4 separate regions of the Gossypium hirsutum genome follow, and regions 1, 3 and 4 are each linked to region 2. Evidence: chromatin contacts called from public Hi-C data. All regions are on one chromosome and are shown on one strand. Each heading gives the region's core, a stretch centred on a gene start, on an enhancer-like site or on the middle of the called end of the contact. The rest is flanking DNA. Distances are from core to core; before and after follow the strand shown.

Region 1 (5,820 bases), core at 1,638-4,137, 140 kb after region 2:
CCCAAGTTCTTGAAGACAAGGCACAATAAGATGTTCTAAGCCCAATCAAGAAATTTAAATTAAACTTAGTTGAAAATTAGGCCAAATTGTCAAAGTGGCCCAATTTGTAAAATTATTCTTTAAGTACCTAGTTTTAATTTTTATACTTTATGATTTAATTCCTATGTAAAAATTCAGCCCAAGCAGCTCATTAAAAGCCTTGGCCGAATTTCCCCTTTTAAATTATTAATTAGGTTTTTTTTAGTTTCCTAATAAGATTAGGAAAATAGTTAGAAGGCCTATAAATAGGCTTGGTCGGCCACCTTATGAAGATAATTTTGGAATAATACATTGAAATCAGATTTATTTGTTGAGTGAAAATTCTCTTTGAGTTCTCCAAGAATTTTCTCTTGAGTTTTCTTTAAAAGGAGTTTTAACAATCTTTTTGATTGTGGGAGTCATCTTCAGCCTTCTTCTTGCCATTGTTCTACATTGGAAGGGAGAATAGAGCCGTTTGAAGGGAGTTGTGAAATCTTTTTTCGATTTCAAGGCTTCTTAGGACTTTTTCTTTATTTTTCTTGCTGTTCAATCTTCTTAATTTTTCTACTTGTGTCGATTTCATTGACTAACTTGTTTAAACTCTCTTGTTGCGTTTCCAGCCCCTTTCAACCTTCAAGTAGCTGTTCGGCACCATCCTTGGACAACAAGAAATGTTTTTGATTCACAAATCCCCTCTTTCTTGCCGCCTAAACCCTAGATCTAATTCAAATTGATTTTGTGATCTGCTGAGTTTGAATTTAATTTGTTGTTTTTGGGTTCTTTTTTTCAGATTCGGCTGTTTGGAGTCTCTCTTGAATTCAATTCCGTGTTCTTGGCTTCCAAGATTAGCTATTCATAAGTGTTTTTAATTCTTGGCTGATCTTTTAGTGTTTTGGGTATTTTTGTTTCAGATCTAATTGATTCTAAGTTAATTTTCTGTTTCATTTCAGATCTGATTGTCTAAAGCTTTCTTAGGACTTTTCTCATGACTTGGCAACTCGATCTTGGTCTGCGCACAACCCTCTATCGTTAGGGCCTATTCTGTAGTGTTTAAAAAAAACACTTATGACTCCAAAAACACTTTTGAAAGAAAAGTTGTGCTAAACAAGCTGCTTTTGGCTAAAATTTTTAGCTTTGTAGAAGTGCTTTTCAAAAGTCCTTCTGAAAAGTAGAAGCTAAAATTTTTAGTTTTTCCTCTCCCAAAAGCACTTTTAGTGCTTAATTACTTTTTCACCCCTCCAATAACATAGTGCTTTCCCTTTATTTTTTTGGTGCTTAATTACAAATGTGTTAAAATTATTAATTAAAAATTAAAAAAATATTTTTTAAAATACTAATTACAAATATTTTATGGTTATATTTAAATATTTAAAATATAGTTTATATATTCTAATTGAATTTTATAAATAATTAATATTTATTGCTTAAAAATATTTAAAATTTATATTTCATATATTAAAATATTAATAACAAGTTATAATATTTTTTTATATTTTTAATAAAATATAATAATATTAACTAAATTAAATATTATTTAAATGTATATTTGTTACTTGATAATAACATGTCTAAAATGGACATTTTATTTCTCAAAAGCACTTTTTGAGAGTAATGCTAAACACTCAAATTTAAACCACACTTTTCAAAAGCACTTCTCAAAAGCACTTTTCTACGTCACTTTTCAAAAGCATTGTCAAACTAGCCCTTAGTATATATATAGTACTTTCCTTTTCTTTAAATTATTTTTATTTTATATAAAAAATTTAAGTTTTAATTTGATAAATTTTATAATTTATATATATTTTAAATTTGTATTCTTTTTGAATTTATATATTTTACAAATTAAATAATTATTTTTATAAAATTGACTCAAACGAATTAAATAATTGTAAAAATAATCCAAGAGCCATATCATGTACGAGAATGATTTGAAATCTACAGTGTCTGTCGATGTCGCCAAACACACCAATGGCACCACCACTCATCATTAGCCAATCTTCGGCTTTTTAAAGCTACTAGTTTCTTTGGGTACCACCACTATATCTGGCGACACTCGTATGTATTTTTTAAAATACCTATATTTTTTACGGGCATTCACGGTGGAAAAAATTTTTATTTTGGTGCCGTCACCACATTAGGCGACACAAGGTTTTTTTTTTAAAAAAAATTGGTCTCACAATCGTACCAGGTGACACAGTTGTTAGGTTTTAGAAAAATGATTTTTTTAACCGTCAATGTGCCAAGCAGCACCAATGATCATTTTAAAAATATATATTTTTTATAGTTAAAAAAAAAACAAATCTTAAATATATTGAGTAAGAAGATAAAAAGCATTGTAAATAAAAAAAAGTAAATTTATAGGAAGTGAATGTAACGGCCAACGCGATAAAAACTAAAAAACAAGTAAAAAAGATTTAGGAACAAAAACTCCAACGATAAGAAAACAAAATGGAAAAGAGAGATATAACTATTTGCAATGAAGTGAAAACTTTGGAATATTCATTGAAAAAGAAAATTAGAAAACTCATAAGTGCTGACAAAATTGATAAAGTGTTTAATATAAAAAAACATAATTAATGCAATTTCAATTATTACTCTCCCTACAACTTTTTTGGAAATTTCTTTCATTTTTCATTTTCGTTTCAGAAAAGGACTTACCATTCCAACTTCTTTTCACAAAACTTTTAAAGATAAAAAACGGGTCCTTTTTTCCCTATCTTCTTCTTCTCTCTTTCAAGCTAAGTTTTTTTTTTTTTGTAACTTCCTCAAGCTATGTCTTCGATCTTCATAACTCAACAAAATTACTTCAATCAAACCCAAAAGTAACCAAAGAAACCAAATCTAACCCCTTCATCTTCAATGGAAGACCTCCTTTTCCTCTTGGCTTTCCTTTCTCTCTTTACCATTAATTCATGTCATTCGTTTACTCTCTTGCCTAGAAAATTTGAAACGAAAAAGCATTAATTTCTTTCAATACTCTTGTAAATAACTTTTTTACATATATATATTTTTTCCATTTTGTTTTCTTCTGCTACTTTTTACTGCATCCTGCCATTAGAGCTTTTGTTTTTAAGCTGGATTTTTTTACTTGTGTTTTGATTCTAATAGTGTTTTTTTTTCTTCTCTTTCACTATATTTAAGATTTAAGATTTGCTTGCTTTCTTTAACTGTAAAAAATATTTTTTTTTTAACACAGTCATCATATCGCCTGACACACTAACAGCAAAAAAAATTATTTTTTTAAAACCTAACAACGGTGCAGTGGCAGGGCCAAATTAAAAAAAAAACCGAGGCTGCCTAACATGGCAGCAGCACCAAAATAAAAAAAATTAAAAAAATTTCCACCGTGAATGCCCGGGAAAATATGGGTATTTTAGAAAACATGTATCGCTGAACACAACGACACCCAAAAAAATTATTTTTTAAAAAGTCGATGATTAACTAATGAAGGGACAATGCCACCGTGATTCTAGTCCTGGATAATTTTCGTAGTTATTTAACTTGTTTGGATTAGTTTCGAAAAAAATCCAAAATATCATAAGTATTTTTTTATGAATGCTACATCATCAATTGTTAACACATGACATATCCACATTGGTTGCATATGCCACCTATTTTTTTTAACACCAACTTTTTGCATAAAAAATGATATACAAAAATGGGAGAAGAAAATTTAAATACCAAACTGAGAAAATAAGTACAGTTTAAGAGCAAAATACATTTGATTATTTTCTTGTATTGTATCCAAAAAACTTCAGACTCTTTTAACATCTCAGGCTCATATGTTTGTACATACAAAATACTCAAAGATTTGTTGTGAAGGCCGATGTAATTAAAAGAAATGGTTGCAATTACATTCTCCAAACAAGGGTGTAATCATTTGCATTATTTATGACAGGCAACCAAACGTAGAGACAGATATAAGACATGTCGATAAGGAGAAACACTTCCCATTCAAACAAACTACACTTCCACGTTCTAACATATAGGATAAGAGAGCAGAGAAAACAGTTTACAAGCAATGCTGGTATATGTTTCCCCTAACTTACTGTTTCATAGTAAACATGTGACCAACACTTTATCTTTGGTGTATGCAACTAAAAACATAACTACATGTCTACATCCTGTATAAAGAAAACTCCATTCATTTATACCTTTGTATCTTATTGCAAGTAAATATGTTCATGCAGTTTTTCAAGCTACGTTACTCGAACTCGGGTGTGAGTTTGGATATGGGTTTTTAAAAAGTATTCCTATGTATTTGGAGGACTCTAAAAGGGTTATATTCTCATTACCATGTATGAACATGTCTAGAATCTAGATATAGATGGGGGACATGGGTGCTTTAAAAACAAATTGAAGAGTCTATAATTCAAGTGTTTTCTGTTGCCTGTTAGTTGTCTTAATCCTCAACAGATAGCCATAGGAATAAAAAGGAAAAGAACAAAGGAATAAAGCACCGTATACTCACATGTTGGTGATCTCCCTGTAGACATACATAGTAAAGACAGGAACCTTACATGCTAGCTAATGAATCTCAAGAAGCCCACTCCATGCTCACAATATAACAACTTCCGAACATAGCACCTGGAAACCCTTTCATGAGTAAATGATCTAAAGGATCATCTCCTGCATAATTTCTTACTATCTTCAATTCAACATGACAATGCACCTTGTCACAGCTCTGCTCATCTTCATCACCAAGAGCTACTGATACCTACTAAGAACAATGCAAGATCGAACAATAGATTACTGTTTCAATTAAAAAAGGATCATATCTGGTGGTATGATCTAGATTATATCCTAGCTACAGGGAGAAAGGTACTCTTTTTTTTTTGGTTATTTTTCAATAATTCAAACAACAAATATAGACATGACACTAAAGCCTTGTATAAATCACATGCTAACCAGATTAATTTTTCCACAATCACTAACTGCTAATGTTACCAAACAGAATATTACTTGGAGTTGTAGACCCAACATTTTTTTACCTAGATGGTAGTAAAATGGAATTTGGCCAAAATTTGGCAGCAATATACACAACACTTGCTTTGTGATAAATATATGAAACTAACATTGGGACATAAACAGTACGTAGCAAGGTACTGATTACATCATTCTAAAGTTTTAAAGGAAGGCCAAGCATGACAGAAGAGCCTCAAGACCTAGCATTTACTACCAAATCAAGACAATCTTGATACTGTATAAATCAAATCACAGTTCAACTTGTTGAAACACCAAGCCATACCTTTAGCTAATTACTAACAGAATTGAAGGTTCCTTTTGTTTTGCAGGTTGTTATATGTAAGTATATGCTACCAAGAATCTGGGTTAGACGTATATACAGAGAACCAATTTTCAAGGAAAAAGAAAACTCAACCTCATATCATGGCTCCTTCAACAGATTATTCTGAAACTGATGTCTGTAACATTATGAGACTCAAATGGCTATCCTTCATGTGGCGAAAACTTGTTAGATCCAGTGAGAAGAAACTACCCAGGTATGTCCCCCCTGGTCACTTAGCTGTTACCGTTGGGGAAGCTGGTAGGAGGTTTGTCATAAAGGCAGATTACTTGAATCAACCAGTTTTTCGTCACCTGCTAGATAAAGTATATGAAGAACATAGTCCAAATAAAGATGGCCCCCTGGCTATACCTTGTGATGAGTGTCTGTTCAGAGATATTATTCATTCGTTGGATGGTGGGTGGTTTGGATGTCTGTCTATTAGCTAAGCACGTTAACAACAAAGACCTCAGTATAAGCTCATGGAAGACATGAGTTCATATTTTCATGGTTCCACG
Region 2 (5,289 bases), core at 511-3,010:
TCAACTAATTTGCACTTCAAGTCAACTGATGCCAACAGTTTCCGCCTTGTGGAGCGACTTCCTCTCTTATCACCTTGACTTGCTTGACTAGAATCCTTTGTACCATCAGCATCAGAGACTCTATTGGCATTGCCGGAACTAGTGGCACATTCAACAGAATCCGCAATAGGAGATGATTTAGCTGCACAAGATGTTTCAGGATCCTCATCACCTTCTGCAGTAACTTCTTTCTCCAGACATCCCTGAGCCACTCGCTTAGCCTTTCTCCGAAACTTTTTCTTCTGATTTCTACTCAAATCCCCATTAGTAGACAGCACCGTCTTGTCCTTACTATTCGGAAGGATGAGAGGAGCACCAGACTTTCTAGGGTCCTTGGACGGATCTATCATTGAGAACAATAAAATATTTTCCGGCTTCAGATCAGTGTGTATAATGGAAAGCTCCCTATGCAAGTAATCCAAGCCCATTAGAATATGGAAACATATCTCCTTAACCATATGAATAGGCATGCCACGATAATCAGAATACTTGATGAGAGTCAAAAGATTATCTCCCAAGTACTCAAACACAATACAAACATGCTGCCCATTCGGACCTGAATGCTTAAAATGATCCAAAAGCTTCACCGCACATTTTTTATCCTCTTTATCCCCATCCGCAATCTGTTGCAAGATTGTTATCTCATCCATCGCTGCCTCAGTGTAATGCTGGGCACTTTTTTGTACTTTCAAAGCTACATAACACTGTAGTTTAAAAACAAATTATTAAATATAACATAATAAAAGCAATTTAACTAAAATTAAAAGAGAATAGACTACATTTCTTAGTGATTTTTCTGCTGTTTCATAGTCAAAATTGATCGAGCAAACAAATGACTACTTGCGAGTGGCAACGAACACTTTTTATTCGTTCTTTACAATCCATTATATTTTTCTCCGTTATTTTCTAGGCAAAAAGTCTTAACACGATATTAACACAAATGAAATGATAAAGGTTCTTCTAGATGCTTTTCCTTCAATTAAAGGATCGAAAAAGTCTTATCAAATATTACTGAAATAAACCAAATAAATAGAGCTAAAAGGCAAACTTCTTCAGTAAACTAAGCAGATTTAATTATAGTAGGGCATAATTGAAGTGATCAACAAGGGAAACGAAGCAAGATCTGCTAGAGAGAAAGAGGAGTACGGAGCGGTGAGTGTCCCAAGCGAGCCAAACGGTGGAGAAATGGCCCCAACCGAGCTTGCTTTGTACAACGTAACGACCGTTCTTGAAAGTGTCTCCGATTCTAACAGCGTGATAACCGCCCCGCCGGTAATCTTCCGTTCCTTCGTCTTCCGATGTCAAATCCCCGCTCTCCGTCCCGGTCCACTCTTCTTCCTCCTCCTTGTCCCCCATTCCCTTGTCTTCCAAAATCTAGAAAAGGAAAATTTAAAAGGACATAATTTCTAAAAATTTCAACAATTCCTCGATTAGATTCAGCTGGATCAGTAGATCTTGCAGCTACTCCTATGATAGATAAAGGAACATTTCTCTTTTCTTCGTTTAGATTGAAGGAAAATAAAATGTTGGAAAAAGAAGAAAAAAAACCTTTTTCGGTTTTTGTGCGGGAGTATAATCCCCGTATGGGAAGTAGGGACTTTGAAATTTGGGGTTTTCGTTTTCTTCTTTTCCTTTCCTAATACTCGGCGTAAAAAAGGGGGCTGGAATCCTCTGTGTGTGAGGTGTCGTCATTAATCGGAAAATCCAAAATGATTGGAGTACTATTACCAGTAAAGCAACATTTATTTTTTAGTTTTGAAATTTAAATTCTCTCAAATAATTTAATAACATTGTTAAGATGAAATTTAAAAATGTATAATTTAAAAAAGTTACAAAATTTTCCTAAATTGATGTATTTTTATTTTTAGAAATTTATTTTTTTTATTTTTAAATATTAAATATTAAATTTAATTATTAATATTGTTAAAATTTATATTCATCATTTATTTACCAACATGATTGCCCATTGAATTTCTTTTAATTTTAAAATGACAAGTAAAATTTTTTTTAATAATTTAGAGTGACAACAATTAAACTTAAATTTTAAAATTTAAAAAGAAAATAAAGAATTAAATTCCTGAAAATAAAAATATAATGATTAAATTTTAAATTTATAAAGAATAAGAGACTATATTTTAACCTTTTTAAAAATCTAAAAAAACCACTATTAAAAATATTTTAAAAAATTCATTTTTTTTTTATTTTTTAAGCTGGCCCTTCCTTCCAAGGGGATTCGGTTCTCTTGTTTCTTTCATTACCAACAAAAAGAGTTTGTTATTTGCAACATCGCCTCTAATCTTCCATCCATCACTCCACCACCAAATTAAGTATTTTGCTCTTACTTTCCGAACTTACAATTTACTACTTTCATCCTTTTCAATTATTTTTCTTATAGGAAATACCCAAATATTGAAACTCCACCTACATTTTTTAAATTAAAAAAAACTGCCTCGACCCTTGACCCAACATTTTATGAAAAATTGACTCCGACTTCGACTCTTACTCCAACCAGAATTTATTTTATTACGTTAAACAAATTTTGTAATTATAAAAGAACCAAATCAATTAATTTGATGTTACGAGTATGTTTGAACTCACAAGTTAGATTTTTTTTTAACCATTAACCAACATAAATATATACGAGTTTCAACGTGGAGAATTTTACAGTCATCCAAGCATTGGTGTTGCATAAATTTATAAAAACAAGGGGAAATATACAAAAACCACACCTCAAGTAACACTAAGGGCACGTTTGGTTTGCTGTATTGGATTAGAGGTGTATTGGATTAGAGGTGTAATGGAATAGATGTGTAATAGCAAATCAACTGTTTGGTTGAATGTAATGGAATAGAGGCGTAATAGTAAAACTGTGTTTGGTTGAATATAATAGAGGTGTAATAGCATAATGGAGAAAACTAAAATGACCAGAATACCCTTAGCATAAATTTGTTTTGGTAAATGATTATTGTTATTGTTATTTAAATTTTAATAAGATTATTTATTATCAAAAATAAATAATTTAATCATATTTAAACATAATTATTATTTAATATATTTTAATTAAAATATATAATTTAATAAAATTCTTAATAATTAGCAGAAATTTGTTTTGGTAAATTATTTTATTTAAATTTTAATAAGATTATTAATATCAATAATAAATAATTTAATCATATTTAAACATAATTATTATTAAATATATTTTAATTAAAATATATAATTTAATAAAATTCTTTATAATTAATATTCTTATATGAATTTACTCAAATCATAATATATGATACTGTAAAATATAAATTAAAATAATAATTATTAAATATATTATAATTAAAATATATAATTTAATAAAATTCTTAATAATTAATAGTCTTATATGAATTTACTCAAATCATAATATATGATACTATAAAAGAAAATTTGAAATAATTAATATTAAATATATTTTAATTAAAATATATGATTTAATAAAATTTAAAATAATTATAACTAATAAATTATATTTTATGAATTTGTATAATTTAAAATAATAATTATTACATATAATTTAATTATTACATATAAAATTAGTTTAATTAAGGTAACCTAAGTTTAAAACAAATAAAATAAAGAATGAGGATTTGGTTTAGTGTATTAAGTATATCTATTTTGTTGACAATATTCTTATATGAATTTATATACTCATTTCCTTTTATTTATTAATATACCACATTAACCGGTATATATTTATATTAATGGCACAAAAAATTTGGGAGAAGATTTTTGAGGACTGCTTTTGTTTACAAATAACATCATTCATTCTGTGGGGAAAAAATTATAAACACTCTTGTTTACAAAAGATCATCAATACAAACTACTATAGCAGCCATAAAATTATTATTGCAATTCCACCCAAAGTATATGGACGACATCCCATTGCCTCAGCACTAACATAGCACATTATTTTTCTTAATTGAACAATTGGGCAATAAACTGATTTAAACAACAAAGTTGAGTTAGTAAAGGAAGATATGGCAGCTATTAAAAAAAACATATCTTACATCTAGATCATACTTTTTAAAACAATCTTCACATAGTGCCCTATCATATGTCCTCTTTGTTTTATTTATTTTCCACATTAGCATGTTGCATCAAAGCTGGACATTGACAACAAATATGCCCCTCACTATAATCACTAAGGAGGAAATATTTGAAACAAAGGCATTACTATAAATCAAATGGTCTCAGTTTTGTCCTACCAGTATATGCATCACTGACAATTATCTACACAACATTTTATATTTGCTAAGCTAAATAATGAAATACCTTGAAGAAATTGCTACACCTATATAGGTATGCCCTACAAAAAGGATCTTTCCGTGTAGCGCTCCAATAATCATTACAACAAACTAATTCAACCAAAAAATAATCAGTTAAAAATATATTTTTTTGAAAGTTCAGCAATCTCTAAGTTACTTGGAAGTTCAAACCTTCACATAGTTTTAGTTTATATCCATACATCATTTCTCTAGCTTTTACTTTAAACATAAATTTGTTACCACGAAAGCAAATAGCAATAGCAACAACAAATAAGCTTTCATTATATTTGAGTTCACAGACAAATGTATTCACCCATCACATTCTCATTGGTCCAACCATATCACTTCCTATTCCAGACTCCTGAGTAGTTGAAATACATCATTGAGCACCTCACAGGTTCAAAGAGTGCCCCCGAAAAACTATACTTCATCATTTAGAAAAGGAAATCTTATAAAATTCAGCTTTCACAATCTTTCCATCCACTTATTCCCAATATGTTCTTGCTTCTTTACATTTTTAATCCAACTCAATGTATAATCCAACATTTTCCTACTACTTGGCCAAGAAATAACTATTTACTGCACTAACATTTTCCAATATCCTGTCATCTTTACCAGCTCCCAGACAATGTCAACAATATTATAGCAAAATTAATACTAAATGGAAAGTAAATGCCCCTTCTTTGGCAGTAAGAAAAGCTTTCAGCTACCAAATTTTGCTGTTTCTATGGATGTGAAGAAAACTAATGCCTCTGATCATATCAAAATAATAATAATCAAGACTACAGTTCAACAAAAGTTAATTCACAAATCATAGAGCAAAGGCAAGAAAACCTTCTTTTCAGCTTCCAACATTGTATGGTAGTTCTTTGATGCGCGCTGTAATGCTCTTAATGCATGGTTCCGGTTCCAAAATGATGCAAATTTATACCTGACTCTACCTGAAATAGACAAA
Region 3 (5,203 bases), core at 868-3,367, 250 kb before region 2:
CGCGGTCAGGTTAGCATCCAAGAAAAACTTTGCTGAGAATTTTCAATTCTAATGGGTTGTGCTTTAGAACAAGACATTAATCCTGATTTTATTTCATCCAACAGGGTGAAACAGGAGCTAATGTGTTGGTCGGAATTCAAGTTGGGAAGAGCGAGATGGAGGAGTTTATACAAAGATCGGAAAGTCTTGGATACGAGTATGTATTGGTAACCAATGACAGCAATTTCCAACTTCTGATGCATTAGTTAAGAAATAGGTTCTCATATTTATAGAAATAGAATATGTAGCTCGCAATAAGGTTTAAGGTCTTGGTTTTTCTTGCATTGGACTAAATACTTTCAGACTTATATGTACCCAATAATATATGAGCTTCATAATTTAAATATCGAATTAGAGGTCAGTCAAACAGTGAGATCTCCATTGGTTTAATTTTGTATATAGTTTTGAGCAGTGGACGCCATGTTACTAGAAATTTGCATATGTATCATGTATGTTAGGTAGTAAAGCTCAAGAGGTAGGAGCCAACTTCTTAGCTTCTGGTTCCTTTGAATACGTACAGACCAACTCTTCTAAAACAATTATTTATTCAAACAAAACAATTCAAGCTGTCTTTGTCCATAATGAAATTACTTTAATTGTATTATTAATTATTAAATCAAAATATTAAAAAAAAAGTTTACAGGGCATAAACATAAATAAAAGGCGCATGAAATAGATACGTAAACTATATATGGTACAGGTACAGGACCAGGGTAAAGAAGGGAAGAGTAATTAGGGGGAGGCTATAATTTTTCAATCCATGTCCACTATCCATCCCCATAAACACCCAACTCCTTCGCCACCACTTACTCCAAAACCATCGATACACCCTTGTTCCTCGTCTCTTCCCAAAATCAAAATCAGAATATCATTCTCGATTCAATTTAATTAAATTAATTAAATTGCAATTCAATAATAAAAAACATTATAATTTAACATGCCATAAAATCTTTTTTTGAAACAAAAACGACCACAAAGGTCAACTAAGATTAATTATGAAACATCACAAATTACAGCATTGTGGATTTCCGGCGGATAATCCAATTCGAACAAATTGTTTTCGGCCTCGCTATACATTTTTTTACAAAGTAAATGGGCCACCTTATTACAAGACCGTTCGGCCCAAATTAAATTGGCAGAATTAAAAAATTCAAAGGCAGCAGCACAATCCTTAATTCGTGCGCCAATTGTAGTGATGTCATTGACTAAATTGTTTAGTCTGTTGACCAACCCCACATGGTCGGTCTTAAAAAGAACGTGTTTTTTAACTGTAGTCTGCGCGCCACTTTAATGCTCTCTTCGAAGGCCACGCACTCAGTTTCTTCCACCGACATCCCACCCTCTTTGAAACCCCCGCCGCCACCTAGAACAAAGCCTTCTTCATCTCTGACGACCATCCCGTACCCGATTCTATTTTCACCAACAGTAGCATCAAAATTTATTTTAATAAATCCCTTTGGAGGTTTGTTCCACTTTTTCTCCACGACGTTCTGTGACATTAATGGCTCGTTCATCATATTGCATATTTGAAACTCCTTGGTCAAGTTGTTAGCTCTTTCCCATATTTGCTTAGCCTCTTCTTCTTTTCCCCTGAAGATAAAGTTGTTCCTGTTATTCCAGTAGTTCCATAGGGTTGTTATCAAGTCGGCCATAGCTCTTTTGTCAAGGACCCGCATCAAGTCTTCCAACCAATCAATGCAGTGATCGTAATTCTTAGAAATAAAGCTCCTGGACCACCCTCCAATCGACAAAACTGCTCTCGAGGTTGGGCAGTCTTTTAAAGCATGTAACACAGTTTCGGTCTCTACTCCGCATCGAGGACATCCCTTGTCAAAATCCTGTCTGATAGAGGCGATCTTACTGTTCGTGGGGAGGATTTCATGCCCCACCCTCCACGCAAAAACCCGGATCTTCGGTAGAGTATCAAGCTTCCATAATGCTTTCCAAAGGAACCTGTGAGGGCCGTATCCCATTCCTTTCAGCAACAGCCATGAATAGGCAGATTTTAAAGTATAACACCCGTAAGGGTTATGAAACCATATCAGTCTATCTTCCTGGCCCTCCCCTCCAATGGGAATATTGCAAATCTTATCCCCCCAATCTTGTCCATACGCGTGTCTGACTTTATTAACCTCCCAACACCTCCATTCCACATGCCAAAGATTTTTCACACTCTTTCCATCTCTTTTTCGAGTGTTGCTTATAATAACATCCCCATTGAGCCCTTCCATTCCCCAATTATCATCCCAAATATTTATCTTCTCGCCGTTTCCAATCTGCCAACCAAAGCCATCTTTAAGCGCTTCCGCCGTTGTCGCAATACTTGTCCAAGTGAAAGACGCTTTGTCCACCTTTTTAGCATTAAAAATGTTGCCATCAGGAAAATATTTTGAAGAGAAAACCTTGAAGCAGAGAGTATCAGTATTGTTTATTAGTCTCCACACTTGACGCCCTAAGAGAGCCAGGTTGAAGAGTCGCATATTTCTAATTCCAAGCCCTCCCATAGCCTTTGGCTTACACAGCGTTTTCCATGGGATCATTGTCCAGAATCTCCCTTTATCTTTTCCCGACCACCATGTTCTGCTAAGCTTAGCTTGAATGTCATCGATGATGCTTTTGGGGGCCAAAAAAATTGACAGAGCGTACGTAGGGACGAATTGGAGAACCGCTTTAATGAAGACTTCTTTACCCCCAAAAGAGATAAATCTCTTTGTCCAGTTGTTAATCCTGCAAGACAATCTATTAGTAATCTCTTGGAAAGCCACTGTTTTTTTTCTTACCAATCGGGATAGGAAGGCCTAGGTAGTTGTTTAAGTTTTCCACCACCGTCATGCCTAGGAGACCACTAAGGATTGTTCTCTGGTCACGTGAGGTGTTAGGACTGAAAATGACCATGGACTTTTCAAAATTAATCTCTTGCCCTGAAATATTAGAGAAAGTGTAAAGCATGTTAACAAGGCTCTCCACATCACTCTTTTTATTTTTCACAAACAACAGTGCATCATCAGCAAAAAACAAATGATTTATTCTGGGGCCGTCTCTGCTGGCCCTTATGCCTCTTAAAATGTTGTTCTTTTGAGCATGGATAAGCATTCTCGAAATAGCTTCCATACAAAATAAGAACAAATAAGGAGAGAGGGGATCCCCTTGTCGGAGACCCCTTTCAGGGATGAAAGTATCAAATAAAATGTTGTTACATTTAACCGTATATTTAACCGAACGAACACAATCCATAATGTTGGCAATCCACTTTCCATCGAATCCCATTTTCTTCATAATTATTTCCAGAAAGTTTCACTCTACACGATCATAAGTTTTGCTCATGTTGAGCTTGACCACGAGCCCTTTATTAGGACCATTTTTAGAGCTTTTAAGATAATGGAGAAGCTCATCCGCAATTAAAATATTGTTGTGTATCATCCTCCCCGGCACGAATGCACTTTGATTTTGGCTAATGCAACTAGGCAGGACAGCTTTCAACCGATTGGCATACACCTTGGATATGATTTTGTAGACAAACCTACACAAACTAATAGGGCGGAAGTTAGTAAGCTCATAAGGATCTCTAATTTTAGGAATTAAAATAATCATAGTTTCATTAAGACTAGAGATATTTTTGTTCCCATTAAGAACATCCATGCAGCAGCTAATAGTATCCTTTCCCACGATCTCCCAGTAATACTTGAAAAAATTTCTCGATAGACCATAGATACCAGGGGCTTTATTAGGATCCATCTGCTTAATAGCCTGAAGAACCTCCTTCTCCGTATATATCTTATTAAGCCAGTCATTTGTATCCCTTGTCACACACTTTTTCATATACCCCATCTCTTGGATATTAGCATTCTGACCGTTTGACCGAAACAATATCACAAAGTAGTCTTTAGCCACCTTACTTATTCCCTTACAATCCGCAACCCAATTTCCTTCAGCATCTTTAAGCTTCTCAATATTACTCTTCTTAAGTCGACCAGTGGCTTTAGCATGGAAGTACCTAGTATTTCGATCACCCTCCCTAAGCCATCTTGATCGAGACCTCTGTGCCCAGTAACTTTCTTCCTTAGCATATAGGAAGTCCAACCTTCTGCGAGTTTCCTTTAACGTCTTCCCACTATCCTCTCTGTTGGCTGAGTCAATAACCAATTCAATTTGTTTATCCAATTTCCTCATTTCATTCTTAAGTTTACCATATTTCTTATGCTGCAATGGACCAAGGGCCGCCCTAACCCTTTCAATCTTATCCCCATAATCCGTACCCTCCATATTCCAAGCTCTTTCAATAATATTTTTTGCTTCCTCATCACCTACCCAACAAACATCGAACTTGAAACACAATCTATTGTCTTTCGGGTAAGCTTTCAATTTTTGACCCTACAAGTCTAAGATAATAGTGTCATGATCGGACTGGGTTTGTCTCACCACTTTGGTAGCTATAAACGGGAAGTTTTCAACCACCGAGACTGAGGTGAGAAATCTGTCAAGTCTCTCCTTTATCAAGCTTCCCTCATTTCTATTGTTGACCCAGGTAAACCATCCACTATCAGGTTTAATGTCCACCAGAGCCATATCGTCCATAACATCTTTAAACTCATTCATCTGGGCCTTCACCCCCTGCGTCCACCTTCTTTCTCGGCGTCATTCAGTATGGCATTAAAATCTCCCCCAACCACCCACTCCTCCCTAACCGATTCCTCAACCCTCCGCAAAATATCCCATGAGACAAAATCTTGGTTAAGGAAAAACGAGAACAACTGTTAAACTAAGCCTTATTGAATAATATGTTTTGATATAGCAAATTAAAGTGTTTTTGAAGAAAAGTAAAGTTGAGCAATTTCATAAAATCAAGTTGAAATGGTTTCAATTGAGTCAAACATTTTTAAATATGTTTTAATCATTTTCAAACAAGTTAGAATTGCTCCAAGATAAAAATTATCGATAGTTTTTTGTCTAAGTATCGATATTCTACAAGATATCGATACCTCTCTGTTAATCGATACCAAATTGACATTCTGAAATTTGTAACCTCTACTAGGTATCGATCATGTATCAATACTTATCATAAAAATATCGATAAATCCCTTAGGTATCGATATTCCTGCTCCAACGGTCACTAAAATCAGTATTAATTACAAAAGATATCGATACCCTTTTATTAGGTATCGAT
Region 4 (5,167 bases), core at 1,614-4,113, 160 kb before region 2:
ATCTCAAAATATGAAATGCTACTCATTTTAAAACTACAATTTATGAATCGGATAAAATTAATTTAACACGAAATGATAAAAGACACAACGTTAATATGTATTGCGAAATATAACAAATATATATAAATAAATACATGTTATGATATATGTACATGTGTCATAAAATGTATATAAGTGTACGTATATTTTAAGATTATAAAATGCATATAAAAAGAATATATGTGCATATGTATTATAAAATGTGTATATATATTAAAATTATAACGCGCAAAAATGTATGATAATTAATAATAATACAATAGATCTAAACAAATCAATAATAGCTTCATAATAAGTTTAATTATTTTAATAATACTAGATTTAGAATAAATATATTAAAAGCAACAAAATGAGATAATTAAATAAAAAAAATGAGCAGATTGAAATAAGGATTAAATCGAATCCAAAACAAAATCATAAAGAAAAAAAGAAGAAAAAAAACATTGAAGGACCAAAATAAAATATGTGTATTACATGGAGGACCACATGGGAAATATCCCTTATCCCTCAAAACGCGTCACAGTAAAAATGGGCTAAAATGAAACAATACCAGAGATGTGGGGCAAATTTAGAAAAACAAAAAAGAACCTAATTAAATCATCTAAACAAATCAGAAGGACTAATAATGCAAAATTCCCTCCAAGACCCAAAACACGCGGATCTGACTGTGCTTGGGTCGGGTCATCGGGTCGGTGGCTATACGGCGCCGTTTTAAGGCCACTGACACAGGCCTTAAACGGCGTCGTTTTTCGCACCATAAATATAAATTTTAAAACCCTAAAATTAGGAGGCATCTTTTCATTTTTCAAAACGAAAATAAAAAAAACTAAAAAAATCCGAACGCTCCCCTCTCAGCGCCGCTCTGTACGGAGAGCATTTGAACGGTTTCTGAACCTAGCCCACGCTCCGATGACGACGGAGAGGGCCAGGATCTCGTCACCAGGTACGCTCCTCACCCCTCTCTCTTCTTTTTCTTTTTCGAATAATGATTGATGAACATAAAACTTGAAAGAAAAAAAATCTAGCAAGCGAAATAGAAAGGAATAAAAACCCAGAAAAAAAAATCACCTTTCTCTGTTTTTGATTTTTGTATTCTCGTTTTTTTGTATATTGAATGTGTAAAAAAAAACATTGTTTGTATTGGCTTTTTATAGCCAAAAATACAGAAAGAAAAAAATCAAAAGAAAAATCAAGGAAAATCCCTTCTGTTCCTTTTCTGTCCATTTTTTGCTGCTCCCTTCGTGTGTGCGTTTCTTTGTTTTCTGCGCAGGTACAGGTACGGAGACGCGTGAGTGCAGAGGCTAGCGTGGAGCGACTACACGCGCGCAGGCGCAACACGTGCAAGGAGAAGGCCTAGTGGCTGCGGCGCTGGAGGCTCACCCTAGCTGCTAGGGTTTCTGCTGGTGGTTAAGGCTAGTGGGCTTAGGGTTAGGTGATTGGGTTGGGGCTAGGCTTAATGGGTTTAGGTTTAGGCTAGGTTAATTTTGGGTTTGGGCTAACTGGGCTTACTATTGTAAACTGGACTATTTAATTGTTTTTTCATTTGGTTTTATTTTATTGACGGGCTGGGCAAAAATGGGCTCTTACAGTAGCATTGCATCATTTTTTACTCGATTTTAAAATTTTTAAAATTGAGATAATACTCGTATTTAGGATTTTCAAGGAAATTGAGCCCTAACATATTGGGTTCCAATTTTCTTTGTTAAATCTAACAATCGAGAATTGCTCATTAATCAAAAAATAAAATGAAAAGCTTGGTGTCGGGAATTTAATATGTTGTGTCCTAACGTATTGGATGTGACGTATTGATTTATCGAGACAAAGATTTTTTTAAAAAATAATAACAAAGGAAATATTCCAAGTTTAAGATTTTGAGAAATTGTGCCCTAACGTATTAGGCCGTGATTTCTTTATAAATCTTAAACAAATAAATATTCTTTTAAATTTTATTACACGAGTATTTTGGACTAATTCATTTTTGAGGAATTAGAATGTCGTGCCCTAACGCATTGGGTGTGACATTTTCTTTCTCCGAAATGATAAGAGTTTTAATAAGTAACGTTTTTTAAGTTTTTATTAAGGATCATATTTTTAAATTTTCGACATTAAGACACTAATTAATTAACTAGGTACCAATTTTGGGCGTTACGAGGGTGCTAATCCTTCCTCGTACGTAACCGACTCCCGGATCCATTTTTCTAAAACTCGTAGACCAAAGCTATTTTTTAGGTGATCTAATCACACCTCAATAAAAGATTGGTGGGGACTCCCAATTTTTGTTTTTTTAAAAGTCGACAACTAATTTTTGTTTTTTTCAAAAATACAAATGGTTTCGACAATGACAAATCAAATTTTCTTCTTGAAAAAATTTCAAATCAAACTAAAAACATTAAAAATGAAGAGAAAAAATTCTTATTTATCATTCTCACATTAAAAAAGAATAAAAATAACATAAAATCACACTTTCGTACAATCCTTTCTCTTTAAACAAAACGGTCTAAAACTTTAAATATTCTTTTAAATCACATATACGCCTAATTTTGCCGAGTATTGCGCGACTTGCGTATGAAAAAACACGTGGAAACACACTGCATGAAGAAAGAAGATACCGACTTTGATGGTCACAGCCACAGGCAGCACCAATCCATCCACCGCTTCATATAAATCACTGAGACTAGCATTGCAAGTGTTCCTGCAACGTGTCAACTCATCATCTCACTAAAGCACGTGGCGACCAATCAGATTAAACGTTCTTCACCTACGTGTCATCCTCCCAGGATTAAAGCTAATTGTATATAGATCCATCGAAAGCATTTCACCAGCTTATAAAACGTACAAAGATCCAAAGATCATATATACATTTCTTCTGAATTACCTGTAATATCATTATTTGTTTTCCACCGAGTTCTTTGTTTGTTTGAGATTTGAACAACAATGGCGACAAGGCAAGAGAAGGAGCAAAGGGCCGAGGCGGCAGCAAGACAAGCGGCGGACGAACTTAGGGATGTTAATAGAGAAAGAGATTATGAAGAAAGAGTTGCTTATAAGGAGGAATGGGATCAATCTCCGCCGCAACAGCAACAGAGGCCCGGAGTTATTGGGAGCATGTTGAGGGCGGTGCAAGACACGTTCGGGCATGCCAAAGAGGCCGTCGTAGGTAATAAGGGCCACGAGGCGGAGGATTTCACTGGTCGAGGTACAGAGAAGACATGGGAGATGAAAGATAAAGCTGGTGAGTACAAAGACTATGCAACTGACAAGACAAAGGACGCCGCAGAGAGGGCGAAAGAGGCAACGGATGCTACCAAGGAAAAGGCTTCTGAGTATACAGATTATGCTGCTCACAAGGCAAAGGAAACCAGGGACTCCACCGCCCACAAGGCCAAAGAATCAAAGGATTCAGTAACAGGTAAAGCTTCCGAGTATGGAGATTATGTTGCCCAGAAGGCGAAGGAATCCAAGGATGCGGCGACCGGTAAGGCGGCTGATTATGCAGATTATGCTTCTCAGAAGGCCAAGGAAACTAGGGACTCGGCTTCCCAGAAGGCGAAAGAAGCCAAGGATAATATCACAGGGAAGGCTTCCGAGTATAAAGACTATGCAGCAGAGAAAGCCAAGGAAGCAAAGGACATGACAGCCGAGAAGGCGAAGGAAGCGGCGGGGAAGGCAAGAGAGGGGACGGAATATGCGGCAGAGAAGGCTAAAGAAGGAAGAGATGCTACAGTGGAGAAGACGAAGGAATACACAAATTATACCGTGGATAAAGCAAAGGAAGGCAAGGATACCGGTGTTAGTAAGCTTGGGGAGCTGAAAGACTCAGCTGCTGATGCTGCTAGGAAGGCCATGGGCTTCCTCACTGGAAAAACTGAAGAAACGAAGCACACGGCATCCGAAACTGCAGATAGAACCAAGGTAATCATATGAATCTTAATTATTCCAATCTTTTTTGTCAACCACTGTATTGTGTACTAAATGTTTGGTCAAATTAATATAGGAAAAGTTGAGCGAAACAACGGAGTCAGCTAGACAGAAAATGGAAGAGATGAAGCTGAAAGGTAATGATGGTGGTCGTGGGGTTTCAGAGAGGGTGGTGGTGAAAGTTGAAGATACGCGACCAGGAGCTTTTGCTTCTACACTGAAAGCATCTGATCAGATGAGTGGCCAAACTTTCAACGACGTGGGGCGTGTGAATGATGAAGGTGTTTATGATCGATCGGACAAAACCAATCTGTGATCTTTAAAGCACTGCACATTCCTTTGGTGTATGTGAGAGTATATATATATATAGGGTGGGTGGACTATTGTGGTGTTTTTGTTTCCATGGTTTTGCTTCTGCTTTTGTATCTGTTCCGCTATGGAGTGCTTTTTTTCTCGTTTGATCAGGAATACCAGGAAATGATGTATAAATAAAAGCCACCCAAAAATTAATAGAGAGAATATGGGTTATAGTTTCATGATAACTAGATCTCTTCATTTTAATGCAGAGGCCGGTTTCAACTTCATGGTCTTTGATTGCATATAAGGAGTTATATCTTTTCCTTTAAAGATTCCGGTAGATGCTGGGCCTCTAATGAAGTTAAGACACCAATGGGCTTTCCCCGTTGAAGCCTATACATTATATTTTTTTTCTTTTTTAATCTGATTTTTCGGAATTCCTTTCAAATCAAATCGGGTGAGCATATTGGAATATTTGCACATCACAAAACAACTGAACTTAATAAGAATTTAGTTAAGGGCCTTAAATTTGAAAATAGATTATATGCAGAATAGTTAAAATGAAGAAACAAGCCCCAAGTAGTCGGCGGTAGTGAAGGCAGTGTTTGGGATCAACTTTAAATGCATTATATGTTCTTGTCTACTATTGTATACTTGTAAACCAAGTTAAATACTTGTATTTGTAGGCAATGGGATATAATGTAAATGTAAATGAGTTCAGACGTGGTTGAGTTGGGATTCAGTTTTTGTCAACTAAGCAGTCTTGTTTAGAAGTAATAAAAAAAGGTAGTTTATATGCTGATTTAGTTTAAAATTTTAAGGTAAAATAATTTTTTTTCGGTTAAAAATTATAAGTTCATTGATTTAGATAGACATTGTTTAAGGTATGTTTACATTCATAATGATGCTATTA

The links. Hi-C and Micro-C count contacts between places; a contact is called where the count stands out from the background.
Region 1: a Hi-C map of fibers shows a contact between it and region 2, with 2.5 times the contacts expected there. The contact joins the enhancer-like site here to the promoter of LOC107899516 in region 2. A contact is called at or near these places in 8 of 34 Hi-C or Micro-C datasets (fibers, hypocotyl, leaf and 1 more).
Region 3: a contact with region 2 is called in a Hi-C map of leaf, with 2.5 times the contacts expected there. The contact joins the enhancer-like site here to the promoter of LOC107899516 in region 2. A contact is called at or near these places in 15 of 34 Hi-C or Micro-C datasets (anther, hypocotyl, leaf and 1 more).
Region 4: a contact with region 2 is called in a Hi-C map of leaf, with 2.7 times the contacts expected there. The contact joins the promoter of LOC107899513 here to the promoter of LOC107899516 in region 2. A contact is called at or near these places in 13 of 34 Hi-C or Micro-C datasets (callus, cotyledon, hypocotyl and 3 more).

Annotation. Positions count from the first base shown.
Region 1 is chrD04:39,118,463-39,124,282 of Gossypium_hirsutum_v2.1, reverse strand. It overlaps LOC107899520 (probable 3-deoxy-D-manno-octulosonic acid transferase, mitochondrial), which reads right to left. Exons shown (of 13, transcript XR_001684707.2): 12 at 5,399-5,820; 13 at 4,363-4,735. Among protein-coding and RNA genes, the nearest start is that of LOC107899520, 15 kb to the right of the region's middle. Within about 2 kb of position 2,887, at least 4 of the 9 cell types and tissues checked have an H3K27ac peak or open chromatin away from gene starts, as enhancers often do. A contact at or near this core is called in fibers, where this site is marked.
Region 2 is chrD04:39,257,601-39,262,889 of Gossypium_hirsutum_v2.1, reverse strand. It overlaps LOC107899516 (SRSF protein kinase 1), which reads right to left and starts at 1,760. Exons shown (of 6, transcript XM_016825255.2): 1 at 1,588-1,760; 2 at 1,186-1,413; 3 at 1-743. The coding sequence starts at 1,731. LOC107962290 (BAG-associated GRAM protein 1-like) reads right to left here. Exons shown (of 7, transcript XM_041091496.1): 6 at 5,169-5,275; 7 at 4,593-5,086. The coding sequence ends at 5,078.
Region 3 is chrD04:39,512,680-39,517,882 of Gossypium_hirsutum_v2.1, reverse strand. It overlaps LOC107899512 (threonine dehydratase biosynthetic, chloroplastic), which reads left to right. Exons shown (of 9, transcript XM_016825246.2): 8 at 1-9; 9 at 105-429. The coding sequence ends at 245. Among protein-coding and RNA genes, the nearest start is that of LOC107899512, 22 kb to the left of the region's middle. Within about 2 kb of position 2,117, at least 8 of the 9 cell types and tissues checked have an H3K27ac peak or open chromatin away from gene starts, as enhancers often do. A contact at or near this core is called in hypocotyl and leaf, where this site is marked.
Region 4 is chrD04:39,421,985-39,427,151 of Gossypium_hirsutum_v2.1, reverse strand. It overlaps LOC107899513 (embryonic protein DC-8), which reads left to right and starts at 2,863. Exons shown (of 2, transcript XM_016825247.2): 1 at 2,863-3,951; 2 at 4,034-4,499. The coding sequence starts at 2,974. The coding sequence ends at 4,273.